Regions from separate parts of the Mus musculus genome. Here regions 1, 2, 3, 4, 5 and 6 are each linked to region 7. A link is a contact called in public promoter capture Hi-C data. All regions are on one chromosome and are shown on one strand. Each heading gives the region's core, a stretch centred on a gene start, on an enhancer-like site or on the middle of the called end of the contact. The rest is flanking DNA. Distances are from core to core; before and after follow the strand shown.

Region 1 (3,463 bases), core at 580-3,079, 1.6 Mb before region 7:
CAATAAAAACACATTAGAACCTTATGCTTACATTGCTTCCCCCCCTCCCTTTTAATCCTTAGTGAACTTTGGGCAACATGATTAATTCGTTATTGTGAGAGGAAAATTTTGGGGTAGTTTAACGAGGTCTGAAAGAGAAGTAACTTTGCCATTTCTTTACATTGTTTACACGGGAGACTTCATGTGTAGCAAGAGCAAATGCCACCAGGTTGGGCTGTTCCGTGTTCACATGACGCACTGCACTAATTACTTTTGGTTTTCAATCCTTTGGAACATCTACAGTCACTCCTTTTCCAAAGGTGAGAAATTCAGATAAAGTAGTTATGGCCTGGATTGCGCCTCCCCTCATTTGTATACCTAAACTACTCTAACCCAAGGACCAATCCCATTGGACTGCTGACTCATAAGAGTGTATGCACCACAGACCACGTGAAGACAGACAGCCACACCCAAGAAGGAATCCTGGCCTAAACTCCAGCTTGTCCTAGAACTGGAAAGAAAAGAAAACAAACAAAAACCCCGGCTACTTAAGCCACCCAGCCTGTGGCCTTTTGTCATGAAGCCCTGGCAAACTGAACAATAATCAGAAGTTTGCTTCATTGGCTCCACAAGTCTGATTTGGTTTGGTTAGTAATTAAATATATACTCATTTAAAACTTTGTCCTAAGTTCCTTTAAAGGGAGGAGGGATGTCCTCCCTGTGGAGATGGCTCAGCAGTTAAGAGCACTGGCAACTTTTCCAGAAGTCCTGAGTTCAACTCCCAACACCCACATGGTGGTTCACACAGTCTATGGCTCTAAGACCAAGGGATCCGATGCCCTCTTCTGGTGTGCAGAAGTACAAGCAGACAAAACCCCATACACATGAAATACATAAATCTTTTTTAAAAAGTTTCTGGGAGGAGGTTTGGATGAAACAGAAGACAAAAACTGAGGATTGCCTAATAATTCTCAAAATATTCTCACTGTGCTCTTGCAGGAAAAAGCCGTGGTGGTATGGGGGTGGGGAGAGAGAGAGAGGGAGGAAGAGAGGAAGGAAGGGAAGGAGGGACCCTGATGTCCTGATTTGCAAATCAAGAGAGTTGGGCTGGGCAGACGTGGAGGTGGGGTGGGGAGTGGGAGCACACCTTTAATCCCAGCGTTTGGGAGGCAGAGGCAGAAGGATTTCCGTGAGTTTATAGGCCAGCCTGGTCTATAAAGCGAGTTCCGGGGCTGTTACACAGAGAAATCATGTTTTGAAAGAAAAACAAAAACAAAATATGAGAGAAAGAGAGAGAGGCTTCTCAGCCCTTTCCAGCTTCGTAAAGCTTTAATTTTCAAGAATGCTCTTGCCAGGCAGTGGTGGCGCACGCCTTTAATCCCTGGATTTGGGAGGCAGAGGCAGGCAGATTTCTGAGTTCAAGGCCAACCTAGTCTACAGAGTGAGTTCCAGGACAGCCAAGGCTATACAGAGAAACCCTATCTCGAAAAACAAACAAACAAAAAAAGGAATGCTCTGCATTCATTCCCTGAATATCTACTTGCCACCAGGACACAGCAGTAAACAAAAAACCAAACTACTTTCACATAGTTTACAATCTAGCGAACAAAGACTAAGGAAACAAGAAAGATATATGTGGAACTACATATTAGAACATGCAAAGGAGACGAGAAGGGGAGCAAAGTAAAATTTAGTAGAAACAGCCTTTCACCCCATTCCGAAAGAGAATAAGACAAAAGAACTAATTGGAACCCGCCAGGTGAAGGGACGCGCAGCTTGGCCACCTTAGCGCCTGCGCACTGAGACGTCGTGCAGACGCCGTCTGGCGGTGTCTCGGAAGCGCATGCTCGGGAGCGCGCGCTCGGCGTTGGAGGTGGTTGGTCGGTGAGAGTTGATGGAGGAGATTCGAGGTGAAGGGGGAAAGCACGTGATGAAATGTGGTCCAGAGAGCTTGTCTAACTGGACAGGAGCAATGGTGACTGCCGCGGGCCTGTCTGGCGGGGCCCCGGCTCCCCCGGAGGTGCGGGGTGGGTGGATTGCGCAGGCGCGGCCCGGCCTGCACGGGATGCCCGACTTTCCAGACCCTAGAACTGCTCATTACACATTCACCCCGTTTGCCAACGGTGGCTAAATGCTGTCGTAGCCCCGGTTTTTCCAGGCTTTAAAAACAAAACAAAAGAGCCTGTCACCTGCCTCACTGTTGTCACTTAAGAATGAGACCTTTAACTACCTAGAGTCTTAGGGTTTGTATAAGAAAACCTGGAATCAGGGTCCGACCACCCCATACACTCACTTTTTATTGCCAAGCTATGTTCTGGGGATATAAAAGACCGAGAGTATCAATATAAAAGAATATCAGTAATAAGGGCCTTTCTGCAAGCTATCAAGCTACACAGGAGCAGGACTTAAATATCAAAGGAGTTTTACCTCCCCCACCCCCACCTCTTCCTGAGAAAGTAATGGCTTACTGTGTCTCCTTGATAGATTTGACTTTGACTTAGTCCCATTGTTTTTTTTACCTTCTTACTTACAGTGTCTTAGAACATCAAAGGATTTTCTAAAAGCCGTGGTTATTGTGTAAAGTATAAATGTTATGAAACTAGCTTGGACTTTTTTCATGAATAATTTCTAGCTAATGTTTCTTAGCTGCGTTTAATTTAGGCATCTGTTTTTAGTGAAGTGCTTAGAAATTTGAATAGTGTCTTTACGGATCAGCATCTAGCGTAATTATAATTTCACTCTAGGGCATTCATTTTAGGAACAGCGAAAATTAATGAAATTATGAATGCTTTGGAATTGAAGCTTGTTATACCAGTGCATGAGTTTTGTGTGCTGTCTAGAAACTAGAAGTATACTTCCCTTTCGCGTTTTGGTTTAATACTCTAACTGTAGTTCTTTGTAATAGTCGAGAGAAATGGGTGATGTGATATAACTGAGGTTTGCTAGAGTATGTGTTGTGTTTTGTTTCCTGTAGGTGATTATTTTCCAGTCAGAGAAGGAAGCCAGTGTCTGCCACTCCCTCCACATGTGTCCCTGCCATGATCAGGTGTCTATCAGATGACGTAAAAACCAAGTTGCGTTCCGGTTTAGCCATAAGCTCCTTGGGCCAGTGTGTTGAAGAACTTACCCTTAACAGTATTGATGCTGAAGCAACATGTGTGGCCATCAGAGTGAATATGGAAACCTTCCAAGTTCAAGTGATAGACAATGGACTTGGGATGGCGGGGGACGATGTAGAGAAGGTGGGAAACCGGTATTTTACTAGTAAATGCCACTCAGTGCGGGACTTGGAGAACCCAGCATTTTATGGCTTCCGAGGAGAGGCCTTGGCAAGTATAGCCGACATGGCTGGTGCTGTGGAGATTTCATCCAAGAAAAACACAACACTGAAAACCTTTGTGAAAATGTTTCAGAATGGAAAAGCCCTTGCCACCCATGAGGCTGATTTGACCAGACCAAGTGTGGGGACTACAGTAACGGTCTA
Region 2 (3,464 bases), core at 468-2,967, 1.3 Mb before region 7:
TAAGAGGCCGTGAAGAGGTTGTTATTAACCTGCTGAAGACTTCTGAATATCCCAAGGTAGGCATGGTGGCCCTCCTAGCTCCAGGGAGAGAGAGGCAGACAGAGCCCTAAAAATTCGAGGTCTGGTTTACATAGCAAGTTTCAGGGTAGCCAAGGCTACTTAGTGAGACCCTGTCTCAAACAACAACAACAACAACAACAACAACAACAACAACAAACCAAACCAAATCAAACCAAAAAGGACTCAAACCACAAGTTTAGGAGGAAAGTTTCTCCACGTTATTTATAAAGGCCTGAAACATAACACACGTATAAAATAAAGACTCAACACAAGGAAGTGATCAGTGGGACATTGTTAGATAAAATAAAAACCCACATCAGAAGCTGAGAATAATAATTCTGAAGGTTCTAATGACCACTCTCTTGTTCCGAAAATCTTAAACACGAAGAAGCCCAGTCTTCATTAAATTAACTGTTTACCCAGTCCTTACCGATACAGAGAAACTGGTTGAGTGTTCTTTATTTATTTTTATTTTTTTTTTTTAAAAGATTTATTTATTTATTATATGTAAGTACACTGTAGCTGTCTTCAGACACACCAGAAGAGGGAGTCAGATCTCGTTACGGATGGTTGTGAGCCACCATGTGGTTGCTGGGATTTGAACTCTGGACCTTCGGAAGAGCAGTCAGGTGCTCTTACCCACTGAGCCATCTCACCAGCCCCTTGAGTGTTCTTTATAATGGGAATATCATACTAGCATGTTCGAAGGTTCTGAATTCTTTTTTTGTTTGTTTGTTTGTTTTTTTTTCGAAACAGGGTTTCTCTGTATAGTCCTGGCTGTCCTGGAACTCACTCTGTAGACCAGGCTTCGAACTCAAAAATCCGCCTGCCTCTGCCTCCCGAGTGCTGGGATTAAAGGCGTGTGCCACCACCGCCCGGCAAGGTTCTGAATTCTTACAACTTATAAAATGGGACTATCTTGGACTTTTCCCATCGTCCTTTTTAAACTTGGGTGGCAGGACCTGAAGACAGCCATGGTATGACCTCCTCACCGGCTTTCCCACAACGATACCATGCCCTGCCCCACCGAATGTGTGACTATAATTCCATGCAACACAGACCTAAGACATTATAAGCAAAACAAAAAAACATCAAATGTTTCTACTTAGCCCATCGTGACTTCTGCAGTTTAAGAAACCAGTACATCAGATGTTTCTACTTAGCCCATCGTGACTTCTGTAGTTCTGATCAGTTTAAGAAACCAGTTGGTTCTGACCACTCACAGTCGCTCGTCTCTCAGACTGAGCATTCGCTTCATAGTCGCATATTTCCTTGTTTTCTTTTGCTTCCCCTTGAAACAGAAGTTTTCGAGTTAAAAAGAGCTGAAAACATCTTTTAAAGTTCTCTTCTATTTTTCTTGCCCCTCCCCAAACAGCACTCAGTCCCCCTCCCTACTCCCTTCGAACTAAGGCCAGAATGGAATTAAACAAACAAACAAACAAACAAACAAACAAGGAAGCACCGAGTCTATATCTGGCCAAAGGCTGAGCTCCCGTTTGCTCCCCAAAACTCTCTGACAAAGTTCTCCCACTCCGCTCACCATGTTCACGCCGCACTCCTGTTTCTTCCGGAATCGCTCGCAGCGCGACACTTTACGTCATCCTCACGCTCTTTCCGGCAAAGGCCAACCCGGAGGCGGAAGCTACTTTGGGAAACGTAAAAGCTCCGAGCCGGCTCCTAACGCTGGCGGAGATCGACACTGGAGATTTTTTTGGGGGGCGGGTGGAGGGTAGGATTTGTGCTGGATGAGGCCGCTGCTTCCTCGGACCCCAGAACTAGGACTTGGCCACGTTGCAGCCCCCGTTCGGGTAACGTTTTTCTTCACGCCGCAGCCGGAGGCAGAGCCCAGCCGACCGTAGGCACCAGAATTGCTGAAGGCGAGCGAGAGAAGAGGGGACGAGGGCAGAGGGGTCGGGAATCCTGGGCGTCCCATAGTTTGACAGTACATTCTGGTTTTCCTCTGGCACATCATTTCAGCCTTGGCTCTGTAGTTCAGCCTTGAGGCTCTGGTTATTGATTGGTTTTCCTCGCCGGCTTGGAACTTGTGAGGCTGGGCGTAAGATTCTTCGGAAAGAGAGGAATGTAATAGCGATGGAGGACATCCCCCCCCAATGTTCTCCCTCCGTCTCTGTCTGTCTGCATCTCTCTCTCTCTCTCTCTCTCTCTTCCCGTGTGTGTGTACGAGCACGAGCGTGCAGGTGCATCAGAGCAGAAATTCAGAGCAGAAGCCAGAGGAAGCTGCTTGTCTTTATCTTCCACTTTTTAGAAAACAGTCTGTCTTACCCAACCTGGAAACACCTCCACCTCCGGTTTTTGCTAGATTGACTGACCAAAAAGCCCCAGAGATACTCCCATCCCTGCCCTCCGGTGCTGGAGTGGACAAGCCCACTACTCCCCGGCTTGTTTTCTAACCAGATCCTGGGCAAACCAAACTCAGGGCTTCTTGCTTGGTCAGCAGGTATTTTACTCATTGAGCCAATTATCCCAGTCGCAGTGGCCTTTTTTAGACGATCACAAGAAAAACAGGTGCAGAAGCTTATATGTGCAACTACTTAGCAAGCCTGGAATGTGATGGGGAACAGTGCTCTTCGTTGTGAAGCCTGGTGTGCAGTCCTTAATGGGAGAGGGAGAATATGTGGGAATGAGAAAGCGAAACTGGGCAGTGTTTGGTTTTGTTTTCCGTTTGCTTGTTTGTCTTTGCTTTTAGGATGTATTCTAGTTGTTCTTAGCCATCCGGAGAGAGGTTTCTTTTACCCCTTGAGAGTCTGTGGAAGGCCAGGGACAGCTTTCCTGGAAGTGGATGTGCAGTTTATGAGACTTGTAGGCTATGTGAACTTCATCTTAGTTGACTCTTTTGATACCTTTGTTTTACCGATGTTGAAGCTGTGCCCTAGACGCTCAGAGGTCAGTTTGGTTCGCTTGTGATTTTCTTACTGCATGACACTGACCTAGTGTTACTGGGTTCAGAGGTGTTCGAGGTGTAACAGTGCGAGGCAGTGCATTGGTTATGGGACTCGGGCGTTTGACTGGCTGCAGTTCACTCCCTCTCTTGAGTTGCTTTATTTGCATTGCTTTGGGCCATCAGTTGGTGCCTCTGTTTCTTTGTGTATAAAGCTAAGCTCATCATCACAGCACCTATATTACCCAGACACCACTAGGACCGACCTGTGTTTTCATAGTCATAAGCATCGTCCCTAGAGATGCTTGCCATTAAAGTCTTTTCAGTCATTTCCTGTCAAGTTTTTCCAGCCCGAAAGGTTACACCACTTGAGTGTTCATGTGTTTTTTTACTATTTTGAAACTTGACCGTGTTGGCGAACCTCAGAACTCTTACTAAACTTTCAGGTCTCTATAACGGGTCATTTTGTGTCGGTTTGAATGTGAAACTGCTGTCCTTCCTGTTG
Region 3 (3,239 bases), core at 669-3,168, 1.3 Mb before region 7:
GCCCAGGCTGGCTTCAAACTCTCCCATCCTCTGGCTTCTGTTGACCAAATACTGGATGGAGGCACAGGTTTCCATGCCCAACTTCTATGTTCCTGCAACCCTGTCATCCTCTTACTGGTCTGTGGAATGCAACATCTTCAAAACAGATTGTCAAAAAGTTTTGGGATGGCTCTCACAGGAGCAGCCATCACAAAACTTTCTTTTCAAAACCTCAGCCAAATTCCAAGGCTATTATTTTCAAGTAAATGGTAATAATAATGAAATGTAGCAAATTCACCATGCGGCAAAATTATCCTTAGGAGATGGTTTTGAAATATAACAACAGATTCTCCAAGGATCAAGTCTCTAGAGGCCTATGGAGTCCACATGAACTCACAACATCAGTTAGGATGTCATGATGAGACTTCCATCTTTTATGTGCTGAGAACCCACTTCTGGAAACAGACAGCTATCTCTGGCCCCTGCATATTTTGCTGGTCCTAAGAAATTAACTGGTCAATATTTACATGTATTTAAACATCAGTCCTTTAAGAATTTTCTTTTATACTGCCTCCCCATGAAAATCTTAGTTTAAAAAAAAATTAAAACAAAGCTCTGTGCAACAATAAATACTGAATGCTGGTCAAAGAAAACTAAGGCATACATTTGAGAAATAAATCTAGTGCCAACCTACTACAACTTCAAGTGCCTAGTCTTATCTTTACTCTTCTTTTGGTAATCTATGGTCAATTTAAAACCTGGCTTTCAGGGCTGACTCTTAGGGGATCTTTGGAGTATGAATGGGCTAGTCGTTGGCTGTTGGAATTACGATAGGCATTAGCTGGTTAAAGCCCAAGACCTGCTCACGTAAAGCCTAAATGAAAGATGTGACACAGTGCTTACCTGTGGAGTCATTGTAGAGGGATCTGGTTCAGGAGCAGCTTGCTTCTGTTCAGCAGTCTTGTTCTTGGCCCCACTCTCCAAAGGCTCTTGCTGGATAGCTGTTTTATTCCCAGAAGGGATGGACGGTGGTGGTGGTAGCTGGGGTTTAGAAGGGCCCTGGGAGGAGCGGGAAGGAGAGGCCTGAGAAGGGGGTAAGTAGGGCTGGGAATGGCTCAAATATGATTGTGAGGAGGACGAGGAAGAATAAGAAGGAGTGGGCGCCAGATAGGACTGGGAAGGTGGAGACTGTGAAGGGGATGGCTGAGCAGGAGGCAGGTAGGGCTGAGCGGAGGAAGGGGGATAGTACGAGGGTGGTGGCTGAGGTGGAGGCATGTACGACTGGGATGGGGGCATGTAGGATCCTGGAGGTACAGGGGGAGATTCAGGAGGGGACTCCAGCTCCATTGGAACCAAACCCGGAGGCCCATCTCGTTGGTGGTGGATCATCTGGTGTTTGTACTGCTGCTGCTTCTGATAACTGAGGGCTGGTCCAGGTGGCGGGGGCATCGGTGGCGGAGGCGGCTGCCAGTCTCCGTAGCCGCCCCCGGGCATCACCGGCGGGGGTGGCAGCGGGGGCGGAGGAAGATGGTGGGGTTGGAGCACGCACTGCATTTGCTTCTGGTGCATCTGCTGCAGCTGCTGGAGCTGCGCCAAGTGTTGCTCTCGGAAGCTCATGAAGCCTGAAGAGGAAGGGGCCGCGGGAGCCGTCGAACTGGAGTACCCGGGCCCCGGCGAGGCCTCGGGAAGCGCCACCGGTGGCGGCGGCGGCGGCACCGGCGGCGGCGGATAGTGGCTGCTCCCGCCATACCGGCCCCAATTCGGATACATATAGGAAACGAAGGCGCGGGGCTCGTCCCGGCGCCGTTACTCGTCGCAACCGACCTCCAGGAGCCGCGGCGGTGACGGCGACAGCCGGAACTCGCGGTGCCTTACAGGCCGCGGAGCGTGTGAACGGAGCGCGCCAGTGCGCCGGCGCTACGGAGCTGGGCCCGCGGTCGGGAAGGCGGGGACCGTGCTGAGGCAACTACGCATGCGCAGTACCATCGAGCGGAGAACAAAGGCCAGATAGAGGGAACCTTGGCGCAGGTACTCGCTGTTGCCGCCTTCCTTCGGGTTCGGAAAATGTAGGCGGTAATAGAATGTTGTCATAGAACCAAGAAAACCATAGAGTCTCACAGCCGAAAGGAGTGATAGAGATCCTAACGCCCTATGGGTTTAGTTTTGAATGGGGGGGTGGGGAGGGGGGAGGAAAGATTCCATTCACAGTAGCAACAAGAACATAAAACAAGTAATAACTCTACTAAGAAAAATCTAGACATTATATGAAGAAAACTGCAGAATCCTACCTGAGAATAAAAATTAAACTTGAACTCACGAAGAGGCTTACCATAGTCCTAAGTAAAAAAGAGGGAGCTTTGTAAAAATGACAGTTCTTCCAAGTTAAACTGATTTAACTCAGTCAACCCACAGCCTGACAGGGGACAATGATAGGAAGAATGAAAAATGGATTCTGGAGAAGGAAAGTGAAAATGGCCCTGATTCTTTCCTACAGGTACTGTAAAAGGAATTGAATTGTTTAGATTGGTTTCCTCCCCACCCACCACCCACCCCACCACCCTTAAAATTTTTTTGCTTTTTCAAGACAGGGTTTTTCTGTATGAACCCCCTGGCTGTCCTGGAACTCGCTTTGTGACCAGGCTGGCCTTGAACTCACAGAGATCTTCCTGCCTCTGCCTTCCAAGTACCATCAAACCCAGGTTTTAACTCGGACGATGTCCCTGTTGGAGAATCCTTAAACCTAAGAAAAGTCAGCCGGGCATGGTGGTGAACGCCTTTAATCCCGCACTCGGGAGGCAGAGGCAGGCAGATTTCTGATTTCGAGGCTAGCCTGGCCTACAAAGTGAGTTCCAGGACAGCCAGTGCTATACAGAGAAACCCTGTCTCGAAAACCCAAAAAAAAAAAAAAAAAAAAAAAAAAAAAAAAACCTAAGAAAAGTCAGAGAAGGGTAACTTAAAAGCTGATTTCCTGAACCCTAGCAGCAAAATATTAAAGACTTCCATTGGTTTGGGTGATTACTGAACATCAGAAGTAGTACACTGAATTCTGGGAAAGGAAGGACAGAAGGAAGGAAAGAAGGAAGGAAGGGGAGAGAAAAACCATGCTTAATTTGAAGACTCTTAACTGTATCAGCATGTCAATTTGAAGATGTGACCTTGCTCTTTTTTCCTAGCAACCAGATCATTACCTGTCTTGGGTAACTATGAGTAGTAGATGCGGGGCTAGGGATTCCTTCTTTCAGTGTCTTATTGAAGCAGCA
Region 4 (3,507 bases), core at 115-2,614, 1.7 Mb before region 7:
CCATCAGAGCCATCTTCTGTTTGTTAATGGGAAGAGGCATGTGGGATTTATACAGGCTCACCTGTTGGAGATGTTTGTGTAAACTTTCACAAATAAAAGCTAGCAGAAACCATTTGAGGTGTATTTGTCTGTTAATCTTTAGTGCCCCTTTGTCTGGGTGAGCAAGGATTCCTCTATAATTGTTGTTTTTTAAAGCACAGGGAGTGAAAACAGATAAATTAAAGAAAAAAAAAGTCACTGATTTACTGCAGGGCACTTAAGCAAAAGGATGTTTTAATCATTATGCTAATGAAAGAAATCTTGAGCAGATTTCCTCAGAAGGCTAGAGCTTTGAGAGCCAGTAAGATGGCTCTGTGGATAAAGGTTTTGCCATGCAAATCAGGCAACTTGAATTCAATCGGCACACACACACACACACACACACACACACACACACACACACACACACAAAACAGAGCCCTAATCACCTACTCCTTTGCTTTAGTTTCCCACTGTCCACAGGAAACACCAAACTGTACAACATACAAAGTGTACTTCCTGCTTCTGCCCAACAAGTGTAATGGCGCCAGTCCCATAACCTTAGTTTCATCACGCCCTGCCCTTTCCTAATTCTGGGGCCAGACTGCAGGGTTTGCCTCTCAAGTTCCTCCTAACTAGCTGTATCACCTAAAACAATCCCCACCCCACCCCCAACAGACACATAAACATTGTTTTCATGGCGCTCTGAGGATCTGGGGCCATAATATCATTAAAAAAAAAAAAAAAAAGAAAAGAAAAGAAAAACAAAACCCTTTAGCATTGTCCCAACTTAGGCAACCCTGTGGTGGTCATAGTCCTGCAACTTTATAGACTTAATGAAGAAGGAAAAGGAGGAAAAGGAGGAAAAGGAGGAGGAGGAAGAGGAGGAGGAGGAGGAAGAGGAGGAGGAGGAGGAGAGGAGGAGGAGGAGGAAGGAAGAAGGAATTGTTAAAGTTGTCAGAAGTCTAATGTTTTAGCTTGCTCCATTATCTTTGCTACACTATCGCTACAAAAAAAAAAAAAAAAAAAAAAAAAAAAAGGAGCCCTGCCCAACAAGCCAAGTGACAGCTAACACAGTCACAGCTCCTGGGACAAACGTGTCGCCAGGATTAGCCTGGACCACCTCCAAAATGTGACGCAGTCTGGAAAGCTGGTAGGGGGTTGTAGGGAAGCGGTCTGCAAACCCGCCGTGTGGTCACTCTTCCGCTTCCACGACACTCGCGGGTGTGAAGGCCAGCGACGCCCAAGGTGTGCGGGACGCATCTGCAACAAGTGGGCACGCGAAAGGCGGAGGGAAAACCTCGGCGAGCCGGAAACACTAAGAACCGCTTCCGGGTCAGGGGGCAGGAGCCACCATGGAAGCTCCCTGGGCCGCGGGGCCACCTAAGCCGCTGCCTGGCGTCTGAGGCCATTGAGGCGCTAAGCGGCCGGCCCTGCCCGCCGTGGATACGCGGGCGGCTCCCGGCGAGCTGCGGCCTCCGCCGCCATGTCGGTGCTGGGCGAGTACGAGCGACACTGCGATTCCATCAACTCGGACTTCGGAAGCGAGTCCGGGGGTGGCGGGGACTCGGGCCCGGGCCCCAGCGCTGTCCCAGGGCCGCGAGCCGGCGGCGGGGCGGCGGAGCAGGAGGAGCTGCACTACATCCCCATCCGCGTTCTGGGCCGCGGTGCCTTTGGGGAGGCCACGCTGTACCGCCGCACCGAGGTAGCGGCCCTCGGCTCCGGCCGCTGCCGGGCCTCCCCGCGCCCTCCTTCCCGGCCCCGCTTTCCAGTGCTGCTTGCCCCTGGCCCTCTATGGTCAGGCGTCCCTTGGGGTTTAGGTCTCGGGAACCCCACCGTGCTTTCGCTTCCCCTGCTGTAGGACATTGGTTTAATCACCGCTGTCACTGAGCGAGTCATTGAGCGGTCTTTTGCATTTTAGTTTTCCCATTTGTTAATTGGACTTAGCGATAACAACCTCGCCCCCCCCCCCAAAAAAAAAACCTTTACTTTTTTAAAGGTTATTTTGAGGTCCAAACGAAGGTGCTTTGCACATTGGGAACAATATAAAAAGCTTACTTGCTCTTTGGGAACAGTCTGTAAAAGCTTACTTCCTTTCGTATAGCTGTTGAAGGGCGGGATGGGGAGTTGGTGTGTACTTCCAAATAGCCACACTGGCAGCTACAACACACTGCTAGCCCTGTAGGCTTTGTTTTCTTGTTTTTGTTTTTGTTTTTTTCATAAATGATCACTCGGAGGATTTCCTTGATCACCAGAAAGATCATTGTTTGTTTGTTTGTTTTCTTGCTTTTCCTTCAGTGATTGTATAAGACAAATACTTTATTGGTGGAGTTGAGTCTGGAGAAACAAGGACCCCTTTCTTTGAGAACCCAAGGAAGCTAAGTCATTTTTCCCACCTTCTTGCATAAGGTCACAATGGAGAGACCCATGAGTTACTGAATCCAAAATTAAGAATGTGTACTGATTTAAAACCCTGTAGTGAGTCTACCTCCAAAAGTTAACCATAACTTGAGTCTAATCACCACAGCCTTAAAACTCTAGCTTTAGGGTAAACATTTAATGAGAACTTGCTGAGGTTGCAAAAGGTGATTCATGCACTTGCAATTCTAGTGTCTGCTCCCAGCCAGAACTTTTTGTGCTGGGGATAAAACGGGCTTTGCCAGTGCTCAGAAGGCATTCCACTACTGAGCCATACCTCCAGCGTCCAGCATATATCTATGAAAGATGGAAGAAAAGTAGTTGCAAGAAAATATCTTTGTGTTCTTTTCTATTCCAGTAACCAACCCATTAGTGGACATTATCATCTGTAGTCGCCTATGTTCTTATTTGTGCCGATTATTTTCTAGCATTTAAGTCAGTATAGTTAAGTGGCTCACTTTCTCACCGTTGAGCAGTGAGTACCAGTTTCCTATCTCTGTCTTATATGTCATGTTCAACTTGGTTACTAGCTTTGAGTTAATTTTATCACACTTCTCAGAACTGTATGACGCTATCTCTGTCACATGGTATTTATAAGATATGAACTTACAAAGCTTCTGAGAAGTAGCCCTTTCCCTCTAGGTTATAGTTACAGCAAGAAGACCAGCCAGTCATGTTAGTAACAGGGTCTTAGGTGTGGATATCCCAAGGAGACAAAAAAAAAAGCACTGAGGACTCCTCGCGGGCAGTGCAGGCTCTGAGGATGAGTGGTGTTTACACATATGGGAAAAAGTTTAAAGTTTTCCAAAAGAAACTTGCTGAGGTATCCTAAAGGAATGTTACAGTGGGTGCTGGTAGGCCAGGAAGCAGTAGCTAAAGAATGCGAAGTACCCCAAAATGGAAGTGACTGCACCTTATGAGGATTAAAAAAAGCAGGGGCCTGTGGGATTGGGGGGGGGGGCGTCTTATTCAGAAAGAGTAAATGAAAGTCACGAAGTTTAAGTTTATGGAATCAGGCAGGTTTAATATTTGCGTTTTATAAGCCCCTGCTGTTAGCTGGAGATAGTGCTG
Region 5 (3,184 bases), core at 270-2,769, 1.4 Mb before region 7:
TAGGGGTTCAGAACCGGTACTGCTCTTGCAGAGACCCAGGCACCGGGCATTTCCCAACCAACCTGCAACTCCAATTACAGGGGATCCCACACCTCTTCTGGCCTCCGTGGGCACAGAATGCCAAGTGTGTACACAGTACACATAAAGAAAAATAAATTTAAGGGAAAAAATATCTAAACTTCCGAAAGCCTCTACACCATCATCTTCCTCGAGATACTGTTTCCTTTAACTAATGGCTTCTGACCAGTCACTTTGTTTCCAATTCCAAAAGAATGCCACACCTGTTTCCTTCTTCACTGACTTCATGCATTCTACCCCTTTCTTTCTCTCTCTTCTTCTTCTCTTCACTGACTGTCACATCCTGCAAGCCACAACTTTAATGTCACCTATTTAAACCTGTTCTGTCCATGTTTCCAAACACTTAGATGATTGATGATCAGCAATTTACACCATGCCTTTCCCTTACGCCTCAGGCTCCTGGAGGACAAGACTTTTTGCATTGTTGTATTTCTAACGAGCATCTAGCACAGTGCCCTGACAGTGTAAATTCAGTAACCGTGGGCCGCTGGTGTTGCTCAGTGGTTAAGTGCTTGCCTCCCATGCCCTAGCTTCTATCCTCAGCACCACAAAAAGCTGAACAAAACCCAGTAAGGATGCGCCGGGTGAGTACATGACAGCAGTTATACTTAAGGGAGTCTTTTGCTTCGCATCTCTCTGAATTCATTGTCTTTAAATACCATGAGAAGAAACATCAGATTTCCTCCCATGCTGCTCTGCCCACGAGAAGTGCATTTTAGGTGACCGCAAGGGCAGAACTTACCAGGCAGGGAACGTCTCCCTAGAGGGCAGTTCCCCTGTTGAGAAAGAAGACATTATCGACGTCACCCAAAATGAAAAGAGGGGGGAAAAAAACAAACAAACATTTTTTTTAAGGGCACGTTTATCGTGCTGCTGACAGGTAATGACACGTTTATCGTGCTCTTAACTCCGAAAGTAGACGCAAAACACCGAGTCGGCCAAACTCTGTCATCCTCCCCTGAGCCTGCCAGGCGCTAGTTTGGAGACCGCGAAGAGACAGGCCGCGGAATACGGTTGGGGGCCGTGCCTCCTCTCTTAACTCTAAGTCAATGTCGCTGCGGGCGCGGCTCCCAGCCCCGGAGCAAAGGGTTCGGGACAGCGGGAAAACGGCCGGCGCGGGCTGCCTGGGAGAGGACAGGGGCTCCGGGGCTCCGTACACGCGGCTGGGCGGCTCCGCGGGCGTCGGCAGCCACCGCGTCCCGGTGCCCTTGGTGGCCGGCCTGGCCAGCACACAGCGTCCCTGCCCTTCGGCCTGCCCGTCCGCCCACAGCCATGTTCGGCACCCATCGGAGCCCGGGCCCCGCCAGACAGTACCTTCTGGAAGGCAGAAAGCGAGCGGCTGAACGCCCGGGACACGCAGCGTGACCGGGACAGCATCGCGGAGGCAGCGGGATGGAGGGCGGGCGGACACCGGATACAGGGCCCGGCAGCAACCGGAAGTGAGACCGGCCGCGGCACCAGCCAAGCGGCGAGGGGTGTTCGGAGCGAACCACTAACCGTGCTGGGTGCCGGGCGGTGTGAGCCGGGCTCGCATCCTTAGCGGTCCCAGCGCGGGGCATCTGTGGCGCTGTCAAGAGAAGGCCAACTTGGGTTAGTATTCTTCGAGGACAACCATCCGGCCACCGGAGCGCCCCCGGGTTCAAGCCTTCCCTGCCTTTCCTCAGAGCTGGTTCTGTTTGGCGCCGTTTTCTGCTGCCCCCAAACCTAGCCTTTCTGCCTCTGCATTCTAGGAAGAGAGGGAAATGGCTAGGAACTTAGATCTCAGGCCGGTGATTAGGCTTATGTGGACTTGGGCAGGTGGGTCGCGATCCTTTGGAGGGTCCAACGACCCTTTCAGTGGGATCACATATCAGATATCTAGCATACCGGATAATTACATTACAACTCACAACAGTAGCAAATTTACAGTTATGAAGTAGCAACAAAATAATCTTATGGCCCGGGATCACTACAAGAGGAACTGTATTAAAGGACCTGTAAGACTTCACCAACTAGCCCCACTGTGCTTTAGCTCCTGATCTTCTCCCGCCCCTGAGCAAACTCTCCAGCCAAGCTAACTGTGCTCCACCCAGCTTGTGAACTCTGGAAGTTATTTGCTACCCAACTCTGGGAATGTGACATACTAATCTTATGGGGGTTACACTTTTGTTCAATGTCATGCCCCATTGGCAGAGGTTGTAGAAACGCTTGTAGGCTTCCTGCGCCCCCTCCCCCCGCAGCTTTGTGTATACCATTCTGCCCATTGCCTTACATTGAAAGCGCTTGCCACCCTTACCCTGCTTACTTGCTCGCTCTTAAATCCCTAGGCCTTTAACCCTGGCTTCCTAACAGAAATAGTATTCCATGAGCTCAGCTGAATAAATATCAAATTAATGTCTGAATGAATAAATGAACCACGTAGTGCCTTTGATTTTTTTTTTTTGAGTTATTTTGCCTAATTTTCAAAACCTTCACAAAGCCTCTGCTCACCAAACCCTGGATCCAATGGCATTGGAATCTCTGAGCCTTGGGCAGAAGCCCTGATTAGAAAGAGAGACATCATCTGTCCCAGCTGCCCTCACTATTGAGCCTGTAATGCCCTTCATCTGTTTCCTTCAAAGCTTCCTTGTAGCAGGTCTAAGACTCCACTTTCACTCTCTCCACTCCGCCTTCACACCTCTGTCAAAGATCCTTTGTTAGTGTAGAGTTAATCCTGCCACTCCCCTGCTTAAATTCTTCCAGTTGCTACTGCCTGCCTGTCTATACAGCCCAAACTCCTCAGCTAGCCCAAGCACCTAATTATCCGGCTCGTGGCTTCTGAGCTCTCATTTTCACAGATACTGAGCCATAATTCGCTGCTGACCATCTGCCCCGATCCCCACCTCACTCCCGACCCCACCCAATGCACTATTTCATTCCCCATGTTTGCGTCCGCTGTTCCTTCCTATTTATCTAGGGGCTTTTTAATTCCCCTTTAAATCTCTTCCTGAAACCTTTCCTATTCCCCTCTGGCAAAGTGAGCAGGTACTTTATGCTTCCTTCCAAAGTAGTGTGTCTCTGTCACTACAGTGCATCACTACTGTGATGACTTGCTTAGAACTGTCTTGAAGCTGGAGAGATGGCTCAG
Region 6 (3,285 bases), core at 690-3,189, 1.6 Mb before region 7:
TTTTGGAGTTCATAATCAGAGAGCTGGCGTGGACTAGGGTTTTCCTGAGCCTGATCACAAGTTTGATCCTCTCCCCTGTTTCTACTGAATACCTCAGACCTGAACTCTGGGGACAAGCAGGGTTTGTGTGGGGTGTCATGGTCACCATCTCGAACCCTCCTTCTAGGTAGTACCATCCTTTGTAGCTCTCTGTCTTCCTGGAAAATGGCCTGTTTCTTTTCCTTCTGCATCCTTCGAAGACCCTCCTCTGTCTTCTTCAGCTTTTCTTGTAGGAGAATCTCCTTTCTGCGGATCTCCTTCTGTAAACTCTCCCCTGCAGCTTCGAGCCTTTGGATCTGGGTCCACTCGGTCCTATGGAGCTCCGCCACGACCTTCTCTGCCTGCACAGAGGCAAGAAGAGATGAATTCACCCAGCTCCTTAAACCAAAGCTGTTGTCTGAAAACTCACTTGAGTCAGGGAGTCTTGGGTAGCCATTCTGGTCCCCGTCTGCGCCCGCATCACTTGTACTATGTGACTTCCGGTGGACCATGGGTTTCAGTGGGTAAGCCCGATCCACTCCCACTCGTTTCCTCCTAAAGGGAATGAAGTCCTGGTCATTTGCTTTGGGATACCGGGGTGTCGGACTAGACAAGTAAAACAGACCCTTTCCTTGGCCCTGGGCATTGTTCCCTGAGCCTTGCTGCCTGATTCCTGCACTGTGGGGACAGGAGTGCCTCCGGGCTTTTGTGCAGACGTTCCTTTTGGGGCGGGTGGAGACCTCGTCCTCCTGCTCCATTTCTGTGTTGCTCCAAAGCTTCGACTGGAAACTATTCCTCAAATGTCCCATCGAGGGCCGCTGGGAAGAGTCACTTTGTTCGTAAGGGTCGTGCTTAGCTGAGTGGAGTCCAGGAGCTTCTGTTTTATTATGTGGGAACATAACGCCCACAGGCAGATGTGGAGCCAACTGGAGACCAGCCATTCAGTGCCTGGACCGAAGCCTAGGGGAGATTTAAAGCAGATACATGTGAAGAATTTGTCTGAGGTTCACTCCCGGCTGCTAGAGTAAACTGTTTGTCCATTTGCCCTACCCACATTCCCTTTAAACGTTTCTCGGGACTGTGGTGTTGGCTCTGCCAGGACATTCTTTCAATAAGCATTTAGGGAGTGATGGTTATGTGCCAGGCCAGACATTGCTAAGCCCCGAGGACCAAAGAATGGACGTGACACAGGTGTTCTGCCACTGACTTTCCTCCAGGCCTGTAGATGACCTGCTCTACACCATTTATGGAATGGGTGGGAAAAGCTTTAGATAGAAGGTCGTCCGTGACACAAAACAGGCAACCTGCTCTTACCAGCCCCGGGTTCTTGTAAATTGCAGAGGCCGCTCTGAGTCCAGTCCCACGGTTTTACGGGGTGAGAACAGTGGCCTGGCGACAGGGCCTGGCCCAAAGCACTCCCTGGACTTTCCCCTTGCTACAAACTACAAAGAGCACGAGCCACCCGGGCCTGAAGCAGGTGCCCGGCTGTCAAGCCCTCATGCAAAGATGCTCTATGGCTCAAACCGCACCAGGCTTGTAAAGAGAGTGTGTTGGGAGAGGGGGTGACAGACACCTGAGCGCCCCAGCCCGCTTTGGATCCGGAACTCCAGAGTCATGTTCTGTCCCAGAGGGTCAAACGGGAGTCCTTACTGGGACCCGGCCTCTAGGGATAAACTCTCACTCTCCAACCCCTCGGGAGGTCTCAGTATCTCCCCTTTCGGCGTACCTGAGGCGCTCGGGGGCCGCTCCAGCTCAGGGAAAATCCCCAAGACCTAGTTTTCCACACCTGACTAAACCCAACCGCCGTCCACGCAGGCGCTCTCTGTCCACCTCTGTTATCCCGTTGCCTGGAGACCAGAGCACCGCCTCTGGTTGAGAACTTTTAGCTCCAGATGTGCGCAGGCGCAGTCCACAAGCAATCCGAAAGCCGCCGGGGCAGATTGGGTTGGAGGGACGGAGGGAGGTGGTGGAGGGAGTGCGGGGAGGTGGGGAGGGAGGTGGGGAGGGAGGTGGGGAGGGGAGGAGGGAAGGGAGGTGGAGTACGGGTGCAGTCGGGTCACTTGTCGAGGTGCAGCCAACTCCGCAGCTCAGATCAGCGTTTCCCTTGGGGAGGGGTTGGAGAGGTTTTTCTGGGGCTACATCAAAGAAGAACTTGGATTTCTCCGAGAATGAAGCTCCCAGACCTTAGGGTGTGCCCTTGTCTGGAGAAGGGTGGAGCCCCTAGATGGGCTGCGGAATCATCCCGCCCCAGGATTCGGGAGTCTGTCCAGCTAGCGGGAGTGGGACTGCTGATCACCCTTCTGAGTGCGCTCGGCTACTGCGCTCAGGCCCCAGGTAGGGCTATGTAAGAGCTCCAGGCTACATGCTCCGGGCTGTCTTCCCTCGCAATGCTTTGGCGCTTGCTATTATATTAGCTTTACTATTATTTCACTACGTGTTATAGTCCCAGGGTAGTTTCTATGGCCAATCTAATCATTTTGCTATTATAACGTTTCACTCTCACGTGACCGTTACTACTTAGGGCCCAGGAATGACTCAGCCAAAAGTAACAATAATAAAGTTAACAACCAGATCAACAGTAATGAACATAACTTGATTTCAACATTAAATGGTCCTCTGTAACTTTTTGACAACAGAAGAGAGTTTATTTGTCTTCTTCGTGCTTCAGTTCATTTGGATAAGCTGTTTTGGAACAGATAGCTCCGTTTTTCTTGTAACTACACAGAAGATTCGAGCACGTGGGAAATAAAGTAGACAGCAGTCTCGTTAATACAACAGATCAGATGTCAGCTTTTATGCGCTACAAAAAAAAATTCCTTGGTGGACTCTCTAGGGCAGATTGTCAGTCATTCTTTTCATTCCCAGTTGGCTCTTCGGCCTTCTCCACATTGCAGAGGTTTCCCACGGACTAGGACCCTGCCTCAGTCAGCTTCTATGGGTTTTCCCATACATCTTTTCTAACTCGTTTCCATACTCTCCCCCTGAATCTCTAGTGTTCAAGTATACATAACTTCCTTGTGCAAGAAAAGTTCCCCTTCCCATCCCTGGGTCTGTCTCTCTCTGTGTTAGGATCCCACTGGAGTCTCTTCTGTTTTGTTTTGTTTGCTGTTTGTTTTGAGACAGGCTCCCTATTTAGTCTATGGTTAGCACTAGTTAGTCCTCCTGCCTACTTAATCCTCTTGTCTCAGATTCTCCCAGGCTGGGTATAGGCATATAGGCCTTTCCTCCCTCCCCCCCCCCCCCGCCCCCACGCACACGCACACAAGA
Region 7 (3,175 bases), core at 455-2,954:
TCTTTTAGACAAGGAAACACTGTGCCAGGTGCTGGGGATACTGTAGTCAGGGGTTGCTTCTGGTCACTGAAGAGCCTCCTAACTATCTAGAGAGGACAAGTTAATTTGACACGGATTTCCTGTTAAAAATGAAACTGTTAGCTACACTGGATTAACAAATCATTAAGACTAATTTCAACTGCTTCTTGTTACCTTTAAAAATGTGTCTGTGGGGCTGGAGAGATGGCTCAGCTGTTAAGAGCACTGACTGCTCTTCTGAAGGTCCTGAATTCAAATTCCAGCAACCACATTGTGGCTCACAAACATCCGTAATGAAATCTGATGCCCTATTCTGGGGTGTCTGAAGACAGCTACAATGTACTCACATATAATAAATAAATAAACCTCTAAAAAATTTTTTAAAAAAGTGTCTGTGGGAACATTTAAAACTAGTATTTGTGGTTCACGCTCATCTTTCAAGGGTACAATGGTACAGAGATCCTTCTAAAACAACACCAGGCCTTTCATTCCTATCGCTGACAATGCTCCCTGAAGCTTCCGTGTTTCTCAGCTTCTGTGACACTGCACTATTGTGGTTTCTGCATTCGTCCTCCTCAGCAGCCTCGTTGTCCTCCTTCTACCTGGCTCTTTGTTGTGTTCCCTAAGTGTCCACCCAGTTCTCTGCTCCAACATCAAACAGCAAATCTACTTAAGTGACCCATGTTTACAGTTTACAGCTCTGACCTCAGGCCATCTTCACCCGCTGTCACTTCAAAAGTACTATTTCCAAACCACTGCCTAACTTCCTTATTTCTCTCTCATTCTCCAAACTTGAACCCAGTCAATCTTATGCGTTAGTTGAACAGATCGCCTGTCCTGCTCACGTTTCTTCTACGTTTCTGTTACTGGAACTCTCATTTCTCCTAGTTATGTAAAAAGTTACCTCAATTGTCTCATGCACTCCGTCCTCCACTACCAGGCGGATGTGCCTGAGCCTCTGTTCGCGGCAGTGCCACATTTGAAAACGTGAAAGGGAAGAACTAGCAAACACTAAAGGCGCCTACAAGCGTCAGACACATGCATCGTGACAGTTCTGAAGAAAGAACAAGCGCCATACGACTCTTCGCCTGCCAACAGACACACTGAGAAGTTAGCCCCGAGTGCCACTCACTCACTTCTGGACTATGACACACTCGGGGCACCAGACGCAGAGTTTCACCAGTTGCTCAAGGCGACCCAGCCTAGGGCGCTTCCTCTATCTCTAGCTCCACTCTGATCGAGAGGCCACCCCTGATGCCAGCCATCTGCTCCCGGCCGCCCGGGGAAGCCAGCACTTCCGGGGTACCAAAGCTCGGAGAAGGCTGCTCTCAGTCTGGCCCCGGCTGGGTTCCGAGAAACCGGCTTCACCCCGTTTCCCACGCGGGGTTCCTCGATCTCCGCCCGCCTGGACCCCGCCCCTCATCCCTAGAGACGCCCGCAGCGCGGCCCTCGGAGACACAGGCCCGCCCGGACCCCCGGCAGGCAGGCGACGGTGAACACGACCGGCAGAGACACCCTCCGCCCCGCACACCCTGGGCACGCACCTTCTCTCTCCGCGCCCGGGCGGCCGGCTCGCAGCCTAGGTTTCCGCCTCAGCTGCCGCTGTTTTGTTTCCGACGAATACTCGCGGCCCACGGAGCAGGTCGTCCTAGGCCCCGCCCTAGAGGTCTCACCGGTGTCGCAACTTCCGGCCTCGGCGACGTTGGCCCCTAGACCCGGGAGGGGACGGAGCTTCCGGTGGCGCGCGCAGGCCACGAGGGCTGGGGGCTGGAGCTGGCCTAATCCACTCGCATAGATGTAAGGATGTGCGCGACCTGAGGCCTCTCTAGGGTTTGAGGCGCGTCTAGCGTTCTTCCAGTCTACAAGTGACATTTTCCCTTGTTTTTGGTTGAGACTGCGATTCGAGCGTTCCCTGCCGGTATCAAACATACCTTGTAGGAAAGGATGGGCTTGAACCTATTTATTTGGTTTCCATGTGTGGGGACACCGTGCCTTGTTTTGTAGTGACATTTTAAATCCAACACTTCCCATTTCTCCACAGTATTTATTTGAACAGTTCCTCAAAACGGATAAAATTTACTGTTTGTACTCTCAATAAACCAAAGCGATTGGTGGGTAAACAGAACCTGAGAAATATCCTATTAGTCTAGGTTCCGAGTCTGAAAGTCTTCCCAGATGGCAAGCTTCTAGAAAGCAAAGAATGTTTCCTATCTTGATTTTTACATCCCTCAGATTTTCCTTAATCGGAGAGACAATTATCAACAGCACACCACACATTTCACTTGGGCAAAAAACAACAGAGAAATTATTCATAATCCCAAATAACCAGAAAACGGCTAATGTGCTTAAGGAGCACACACGAGGAACTAGATTCTACTCCCAACAGAGACAAATACATCGGGATGGTGTTGTATCTGAAATCATAACACTCAGGAGGAGATGGGGCAGGACAGTGAGTTGAAATCGGACTGGGATTCCTAGCAAATTACAGGTCAAACTAAGATACACTGGGTCAAACTTCCTTTTTTCTACTTCCCAGAAGGCCTCGTTCTAAATAGTAGAGCATCCATCTCCATTTTCTCCCAACATTCTCAACCCTGCTTCAATAAACTCAGACTTCACTATTTTCATGCTTAAGATCTTGATACTTTAGTCTTTTCCGCCAGCGGAATGGCAACTGGGAGGAGACATAGCATAACCTTGGGTAGTTTTCCCTCAATCATTTACTTATACCCTCAATCATTTACTTATATGGGAAGAAGGCAGAAAATTGTAGACAGTACAGAACAAGCTCAATACACTTGCTAAACAAGCATAGACTAAAAGCCATTTGCAAACTACATTAATTGCGATCTTTTGGTAGAATGGCAAATGCTGTAAACTATACAGAGAAGCAATTTCGACAAACATTTTTGTGCAAAGATGTTCGTGGAGTACTGGTATATATATAAAAAAATCTCACTGTCCTACAACAAATCTTAGTTCACCTAGGTTATAAAACTCATGAATGGGGCTGGTGAGATGGCTCAGTGGTTAAGACCACTGACTACTCTTCCAAAAGTCCTGAGTTCAAATCCCAGCAACCACATGACGGCTCACAACCATGAGATCTGACGCCCTCTTCTGGTGCGTCTGAAGACAACTACAGTGTACTTAC

Evidence for each region. Promoter capture Hi-C pulls out the DNA fragments that hold promoters and counts their contacts. Capture Hi-C pulls out chosen DNA fragments and counts their contacts.
Region 1: a promoter capture Hi-C map of liver shows a contact between it and region 7, with 3 times the contacts expected there. The contact joins the promoter of Mlh3 here to the promoter of Psen1 in region 7. A contact is called at or near these places in 2 of 39 promoter capture datasets (liver and neutrophils) and 2 of 9 other capture datasets (adipose tissue and liver).
Region 2: a contact with region 7 is called in a promoter capture Hi-C map of pre-B cells, with 9 times the contacts expected there. The contact joins the promoter of Arel1 here to the promoter of Psen1 in region 7. A contact is called at or near these places in 4 of 39 promoter capture datasets (hippocampal neurons, liver and pre-B cells) and 1 of 9 other capture datasets (liver).
Region 3: a promoter capture Hi-C map of liver shows a contact between it and region 7, with 4 times the contacts expected there. The contact joins the promoter of Ylpm1 here to the promoter of Psen1 in region 7. A contact is called at or near these places in 3 of 39 promoter capture datasets (hippocampal neurons, liver and pre-B cells), 1 of 115 datasets of contacts at active chromatin or transcription factors (astrocytes) and 1 of 9 other capture datasets (liver).
Region 4: a contact with region 7 is called in a promoter capture Hi-C map of pre-B cells, with 2.5 times the contacts expected there. The contact joins the promoter of Nek9 here to the promoter of Psen1 in region 7. A contact is called at or near these places in 2 of 39 promoter capture datasets (liver and pre-B cells), 1 of 484 Hi-C or Micro-C datasets (CD4 T cells), 1 of 115 datasets of contacts at active chromatin or transcription factors (memory CD8 T cells) and 1 of 9 other capture datasets (adipose tissue).
Region 5: a contact with region 7 is called in a promoter capture Hi-C map of liver, with 2.9 times the contacts expected there. The contact joins the promoter of Dlst here to the promoter of Psen1 in region 7. A contact is called at or near these places in 4 of 39 promoter capture datasets (the C10 cell line, liver and pre-B cells), 1 of 115 datasets of contacts at active chromatin or transcription factors (embryonic forebrain) and 1 of 9 other capture datasets (liver).
Region 6: a contact with region 7 is called in a promoter capture Hi-C map of liver, with 2.6 times the contacts expected there. The contact joins the promoter of Zc2hc1c here to the promoter of Psen1 in region 7. A contact is called at or near these places in 2 of 39 promoter capture datasets (liver and pre-B cells) and 2 of 9 other capture datasets (adipose tissue and liver).

Annotation. Positions count from the first base shown.
Region 1 is chr12:85,268,965-85,272,427 of GRCm38.p6, reverse strand. Mlh3 (mutL homolog 3) reads left to right here and starts at 1,829. Exons shown (of 12, transcript NM_175337.2): 1 at 1,829-1,889; 2 at 2,954-3,463. The coding sequence starts at 3,018. It overlaps Acyp1 (acylphosphatase 1, erythrocyte (common) type), which reads left to right. Exons shown (of 3, transcript NM_025421.3): 3 at 1-30.
Region 2 is chr12:84,969,102-84,972,565 of GRCm38.p6, reverse strand. Arel1 (apoptosis resistant E3 ubiquitin protein ligase 1) reads left to right here and starts at 1,717. Exons shown (of 20, transcript NM_178065.5): 1 at 1,717-1,937. It overlaps Fcf1 (FCF1 rRNA processing protein), which reads right to left and starts at 1,636. Exons shown (of 8, transcript NM_028632.2): 1 at 1,601-1,636; 2 at 1,284-1,351. The coding sequence starts at 1,603.
Region 3 is chr12:84,995,000-84,998,238 of GRCm38.p6, reverse strand. It overlaps Ylpm1 (YLP motif containing 1), which reads right to left and starts at 1,918. Exons shown (of 21, transcript NM_178363.4): 1 at 883-1,918. The coding sequence starts at 1,749.
Region 4 is chr12:85,337,219-85,340,725 of GRCm38.p6, reverse strand. Nek9 (NIMA (never in mitosis gene a)-related expressed kinase 9) reads left to right here and starts at 1,364. Exons shown (of 22, transcript NM_145138.2): 1 at 1,364-1,723. The coding sequence starts at 1,505. It overlaps Tmed10 (transmembrane p24 trafficking protein 10), which reads left to right. Exons shown (of 5, transcript NM_026775.4): 5 at 1-112.
Region 5 is chr12:85,109,168-85,112,351 of GRCm38.p6, reverse strand. Dlst (dihydrolipoamide S-succinyltransferase (E2 component of 2-oxo-glutarate complex)) reads right to left here and starts at 1,519. Exons shown (of 15, transcript NM_030225.4): 1 at 1,393-1,519; 2 at 821-854. The coding sequence starts at 1,455. It also overlaps a transcript of Prox2 not described here.
Region 6 is chr12:85,287,245-85,290,529 of GRCm38.p6, reverse strand. It overlaps Zc2hc1c (zinc finger, C2HC-type containing 1C), which reads right to left and starts at 1,939. Exons shown (of 3, transcript NM_172414.4): 1 at 1,745-1,939; 2 at 1-978. The coding sequence starts at 959. It also overlaps a transcript of Acyp1 not described here.
Region 7 is chr12:83,686,681-83,689,855 of GRCm38.p6, reverse strand. It overlaps Psen1 (presenilin 1), which reads right to left and starts at 1,704. Exons shown (of 12, transcript NM_001362271.1): 1 at 1,563-1,704.